2 separate regions of the Danio rerio genome follow, and region 1 is linked to region 2. The links are chromatin contacts, called in public Hi-C maps. All regions are on one chromosome and are shown on one strand. Each heading gives the region's core, a stretch centred on a gene start, on an enhancer-like site or on the middle of the called end of the contact. The rest is flanking DNA. Distances are from core to core; before and after follow the strand shown. Region 1 holds the start of slc30a1a (solute carrier family 30 member 1a). Region 2 holds the start of ezrb (ezrin b).

Region 1 (3,101 bases), core at 546-3,045, 270 kb after region 2:
CTTGAATACTACTACACGTGTATACGGTGTTGATAAATTCATTATTATGGGTATGTGTGTGTACGACAGAGCCGAGAGCATGTTGAAGGCGTTTAATCTGATCCGACAGCAGAGGGCGCTATCTCTGCTCAGCGCCAGCGACACAGGTATTAATCTTTTGTGTTGTTTATGCATCTCACTGGTTTCCTTCACTGCACAGCTTTCTGTTAATGTATAAATGGCTGATATTTTTATTATGTACACTACTGGTTAGTTTGTAATAGAGATTTTTAGATGAAGTATATGATCTACAAAGACCAAGGCTACAAAAATACAATAAACATCATGAAATATAAGTGTTTAAAGTAGCTGTTTTCCATTTGAAATATTCAATGTCATTTTCTTATTCATGTGATTTGTGAACGTTTTATTTCAGCATCATTACTTCTGTCTTTATCATCACATGATCCTTCAGAAATGGTTGTTGTTGTTGTTGTTGTTTTTAAGGACACTAAAGGTTCATTCGAAAGATTAGATAACAAGAACAGAAATAAATTCTTATCAGACATTTCTGTTTTAGTTGTTCAAGGATGCATTAAACTGACCATTCTCCATTGATTTGAACAACTATTTGGGAGCAATAATATATAGTATGATAAATGAGCGCCTAATAAAATAAGCAAATGCTAAAAGGGAGCTAAGGAGTGAAGTGTGCAGTGGAAAGGCAGTGTGCAATAACCACTAAAAACATGACTCAGCTGAAATTTAAGTAGCCCCTTGAGTCATCATTGTTTGAGCCACAGATATTATAATGAGAGGGAAACAATTAACTATATGTGGTTTTTCGAAAACGAATGAAAATTCTCATTTTGCGTTTCAACAGAGAATGAAGAGAACATCTCTCCAGGGAAAAAGAGGGTTCACTTTGCAGGAGACGGGAAGGAGAACGGCAGACTGATCATGAAACCTCAGGAGCACATCCTTGAGAAGAGACACCAGCTGATGAACAAGCGCATACAGACACTCGGAGAGGAGGAGAAGATGATCCACTCGCCAAAACACAGAGAAATGCAGGGAATCCGCTAGCCTTCAAAGACACTGCCACTGTGGTCAATCACGTCAAGAGGATTTCGTCTAGTTGTGTATATTAAGAGATAGATTCCTGCTTTAATTTATTTGCTGCAGCATTTGTACAGTACACTGGAGCATTTCATTTAAAGGGACAGCTAACCCCAAATTCAAAACTCTCTTATCATTTATTCACCCTCCAATTTTTCCAAACCTTTTCGTTTCTTTTTTTATTTTCTGATCACACAAAAATGAAGATATTTAGAGAAATGTTGGGAATCAGTAGCCATTAACTTTAATAAAATTTGTTATATCCCACTATAGATGTCTGACTATCAATTACAAACATTCTTCCAAATATCTCCTTTTGTGAAGAGAAAGGGAACATCTTGAGGGTGAATAAATGGTAAGTAATGTTTTATTTTGGGTGAACTGTCTTTTTAATGTGCATTACACTATGGATGTTTTATTGCTAGAAGCATTGTTTTTATTTGGAATAAATAAATGAATAATGGTTGCACTTATATGTATTTGCTTCTGTTGTGGGTCACTGACGCAAGCTTTAGCTGTAAGGGACATGCTGTGTTTGTACGCGGAGTTTTGCGCTTTTCTAGAAAGCTCTGATTTTCCTCGATCCCGAGCGCTCAACCAATCACATGAGTGTGGGCGTGGCTAGCCGCTGAGCGTGTTCCGTGTGGAAAGTTCGCCGGTCCGGGTGCAAAGTTTCAGCCGTCTGCAGACGAGCGGCAGAATACGGGCTGTATAACCGGACCGAACCCGCTCCTCGGCGCTCATTACACGCGGATAAGCGCAGCGCTTACAGCCTGTCCATCGGGGAACGAGCTCAGTGATGGGATATTAACCCGAAGGGGGTCGCTTCGATTTAAAGCTTTGTTTCTGTCTGTGCTCCGCCCGCGGTGTGATCATGGCCTGCGCGCCGAACCGGGTTCGCCTGCTCTGCATGCTGTCGCTCACCTTCGGCTTCTTCATCGTGGAGGTAGTGGTCAGCCGGATCACCTCCTCTCTGGCGATGCTCTCGGACTCATTCCACATGCTGTCGGACGTGATCGCGCTGGTCGTGGCTCTGGTCGCGGTGCGCTTTGCCGAGCAGACCCAGTCCACCAACAAGAACACCTTCGGCTGGATCCGGGCCGAGGTGATGGGCGCGCTGGTCAACGCCGTGTTCCTGACCGCGCTCTGCTTCACCATCATTCTCGAGGCCATCGAACGCTTCACTGAGCCGCACGAGATCGAGCAGCCCTGGGTTGTGATCGGGGTGGGGGCTCTGGGGTTGCTGGTCAACCTGCTCGGGCTCTGCCTCTTTCACGGGCACGCCGGCGGCGGGGGACACGGGCATTCGCACGGCGGACACGGACACAGCCACGGCGGAGCCAAAAAACACAAGAACGGGAAGGTCCGCCGGAGCGAGACGCTGGAGGACAGTCGATCCGCCGGAGAGGAAACCAACAACCTGGTCGCGAATCACAACAGCCCGAATGGCGTTAATGCGGAGCGGAAGGCTGCCGGTAAATGGGGTTTGTTTTCTTTCAAATTCATTATCAATATTGTGTTTATAGTATTGTTTGATACAAATAACCGAAAGATCGTCCAGAATTCAGTAGAATGTGGTCTCCTATTTGCGCAATGGTTTCAGCGAAACGTGTGCAAAACTTTCATGTTGGGGCTTTTGTTTCTCGCCGGGGATGTTTGTTAACCTGCAGCCATTGGCAACAAAGCGGCCCAGATAGAAAGAAGGCTTAACGTTACCTACCAATGACTGTAAAAAATATGGACGACGCGACAGCCCTTTTTCCCATTGAACGCCTTGAGGGCAAAACGCCTGCTTGACGGGCACAAACTGTCGCAAAAGACTGCTGAAATTGGAGCCAGACATGCGCAGAAGGATTGTCTGATGGAGCCAGAGGAGGAGCCGCGAAAATGAGCAGAGTCGAGCTTCCAATCAAACGCTTTATGTAAAATCAACTACGCCCCCCGAACTTCTCAGCATGCGTTTGCTGTCATATCAACACAAATGGATGTAATAACGTTAACAA
Region 2 (3,029 bases), core at 446-2,945:
TTTTGATTTTGATGTAGATGCCGATTCCTCTCGTCAAAGCGTCAGAATAAAGTCAGTTTTTCTCTCCACGGATCCTCCCTGTGAAACAGAAAGAGGAGAAACTAAGAATGACTCAAGAGCAGCCTGCCTGTCATTTAAAGATCGGCGAGAATAAACCCTGACGCACTCCATGAACAGCCGCATGAATCACGATTAAAAAAAAGCTGGAACTCGAGATTGTCAATGCCTCACCCAAACAGAGGTAACACCGCCTTTGAATTTAAAGTCCCCACCCCATTCTGCAAATATTTGCTCCAGTCTCTGTTCCCCAAAGATCGAGCCTGCACGGGGAATGTCAAATATTCGGTTATTATAATTAATAGTAATATACATAGCGGGAGCTGATCATAGACAAGGTAATCAATAATGGTAACGTTACATGAGGCGAGTTTTTGGTCATGAGAACAAATAAAGTTTGCTCAACTATATTACTCAATATGAAAGAAAAAAAATGATTTAAGGTAACTGAAGTATCGACATTAGCATATTTTACTAAATAAATACATAATACTTCTATAATTAGATGTTTACGTTTTGAGTTTAACCTCATCACTTGTCAGTCACTTGAGTTGTCATTTGAGTTAATTTAACATTATAGCACAGTTCTATAAGTTTTGTTTGATTTCGAGTCCTACAGCAAATGAAATGACAGAAATTGAAACACCTCCTACTGATTCGTGCGTGCTTTGATGCACTGAAAGATCCGGTTCGTAAGAGTCGTTTGTTCGAGATTCACTCCACAACTCGCGCTTTACGTAACGATTCATGATCAATAAGATAACTATAATACAAAACTACTAACTAATACTGTAATTACAATAACAACAAAACTATAGTATTATGATTATTATAAAAAATATTATTATTATTATATCTAATGGGTGCACAAACTGACCAGCTTGAACGATTGGCTCCGATTCTCATGCTTGATTAGGTATATACAACAAAAGCAATGATACTACTACGAGAAAAGAGATCAATAATTAGCCATAATAGACAGATGAGTGGTAACGACTTAATAAAAAGAACCGGTTAAAATTATTTCGATTCACTAAAAAAGATCCGATTCATAAGAATCGTTTACTTGAGAACTGAACTGTATTGATGTTTTGGATCCAATAACTGGCTCATAAGAGTCATTCGTTCGGGATTCATACTAAACTGTTTTGCTGACGATTGACTTATGACGCCGTTACGTCCCTGTCGAAAAGTGCAGGAAACACACTGCGGTTTTCGGTGCCCCGACAGAGAAACACTCGTTTCACTGTCACGGAGCCGAATTTAGCATAACGACCCACGAGCTTCTCGATTCACAAGCCTATATCATAGGCTAAAACACAAATTTACATTGACAATGCTGTCCACATGGTAGCGTGCACGACCACGCTGTTCATCCTCAAAATAGACAAAGCTCTATCCCGCGTCTGATAGCGTCTCTGTGTTTGTAAAAGGGCCTGTCTCGTGGCAAGGTACATGCTATCCCACTGCGTTAATCAGAGCTGCACCTGTTGGTAGAGATTTCTCCGTGAACTGGGCGGCGTCAGCACAAAGACGACCGCCTGAACCGTAGACGCGCAAACTGTTTTGCGGTCTTTGACCCAAGCGATAATCGATCGGGGAGTATCTTACCAGAGCCGGCAAGTCAGTTCAGCACAGCTTCGGCCGAAAAATTCCCCTCCCTTCCGAGGAAGTGAGCGCGGAGTCCGGCGGCGATAATATGGCTGACGGTGCGCTCACCTTTGTGCGCTCTGCCGAATGACAGACAGACCGACTGAAAAAAAGCGGCTCCAGTTCCTGTTTGAGACGCGCTGCTGCGCCGCGACGCCCACAACGCCGGATACCATCAGCAAAATGCGCCTGCTCAAGTGCCTTCACTTCACCGAGGCTAAAGGGCTAAAGTTTGCTTGAAAATGATTTTAATGACACAATAATTTGCAGCCTTTAGGAGCAACTCGAGCATTTGAAACGTACCTGGCTGCAGCATTGAGAAATATATCAAGTGGTAGGTGTTCAAAAGTCTACGTTTGCGTCTGCTGTTTACGTCATAATAGTGGGCTACTCTGTCAATATGGTTTTCTTTATTGAAAATATATGTCTGAATCCTAATAGGTACTTAATTACGATTAGGACACAATAAGTTTCATTTAGAATTATGCACCATTGTACATACAGTAAATACGTATTAATACAAAAAAAGATATTGATACATATGGTTTCTTTTGTAAGAAACTCAAGAGTCTCTAGTTAATTTATTCTGACTATGCAATTATCCTAATTTGCTTTGGAAAGACTTTTCCCTGTTTGTAATTGAGAACATTAATAAAGACTTCTTTACTGTGGGAAAATGTTTTGTTTGTTTGTTTGTTTGTTTTTTATTTAAAAACAGGTCCTTTACATGAAAGTGTTTTCTTAAAATTCTCATTTATTAACAGCATTTTATGTACATAAATGTAAATATACACATCAAAATATTTATATACACTCACTGGCCTCTTTATTAGGTACACATAGTACCAGGTTGGTCTCCTTTTGCCTTCAGAACCGCCTTAATCCATCATAGATTCAACAAGGTGCTGGAAATAATCATCAGAGATTTTAACATGATAGCATTGGATTGAGATCTGGTGACTGTGGAGGTCATTTGAATACAGTAAACTTGTTTTCATGTTCAAGAAACCAGTCTGAGACGATTCACGCTTTATGACATGGAGCATTATCCTACTGAAAGTAGCCATCGGAGGATGGGTACACTGTGGTCATAAAGGGATGGACATGGTCAGCAACAATACTCGAGTGGGCTGTGGAGTTGACACGGTGCTCAGTTGGTTCTAATAAGCCCAAAATGTGTCAAGAAAACATCGCCACACCGTTACACTACCAGCAGCCTGAACTGTTGATAAAAGGCAGGAAGGATCCATGCTTTCATGTTGTTGATGTCAAATTCAAGTTCAAAATCAGTACCATCCGAATGTTGCAGCAAAGTAAGACTC

Evidence for each region. Hi-C and Micro-C count contacts between places; a contact is called where the count stands out from the background.
Region 1: a Hi-C map of an unstated tissue shows a contact between it and region 2, with 4 times the contacts expected there. The contact joins the promoter of slc30a1a here to the promoter of ezrb in region 2. A contact is called at or near these places in 3 of 18 Hi-C or Micro-C datasets (caudal fin, hematopoietic stem cells and an unstated tissue).

Annotation. Positions count from the first base shown.
Region 1 is chr20:15,130,243-15,133,343 of GRCz12tu, forward strand. It overlaps slc30a1a (solute carrier family 30 member 1a), which reads left to right and starts at 1,796. Exons shown (of 2, transcript NM_200879.1): 1 at 1,796-2,573. The coding sequence starts at 1,973. nek2 (NIMA-related kinase 2) reads left to right here. Exons shown (of 10, transcript NM_201050.1): 9 at 70-146; 10 at 863-1,567. The coding sequence ends at 1,065.
Region 2 is chr20:14,861,111-14,864,139 of GRCz12tu, forward strand. It overlaps ezrb (ezrin b), which reads right to left and starts at 1,696. Exons shown (of 14, transcript NM_001030285.2): 1 at 1,669-1,696; 2 at 1-78. The coding sequence starts at 1.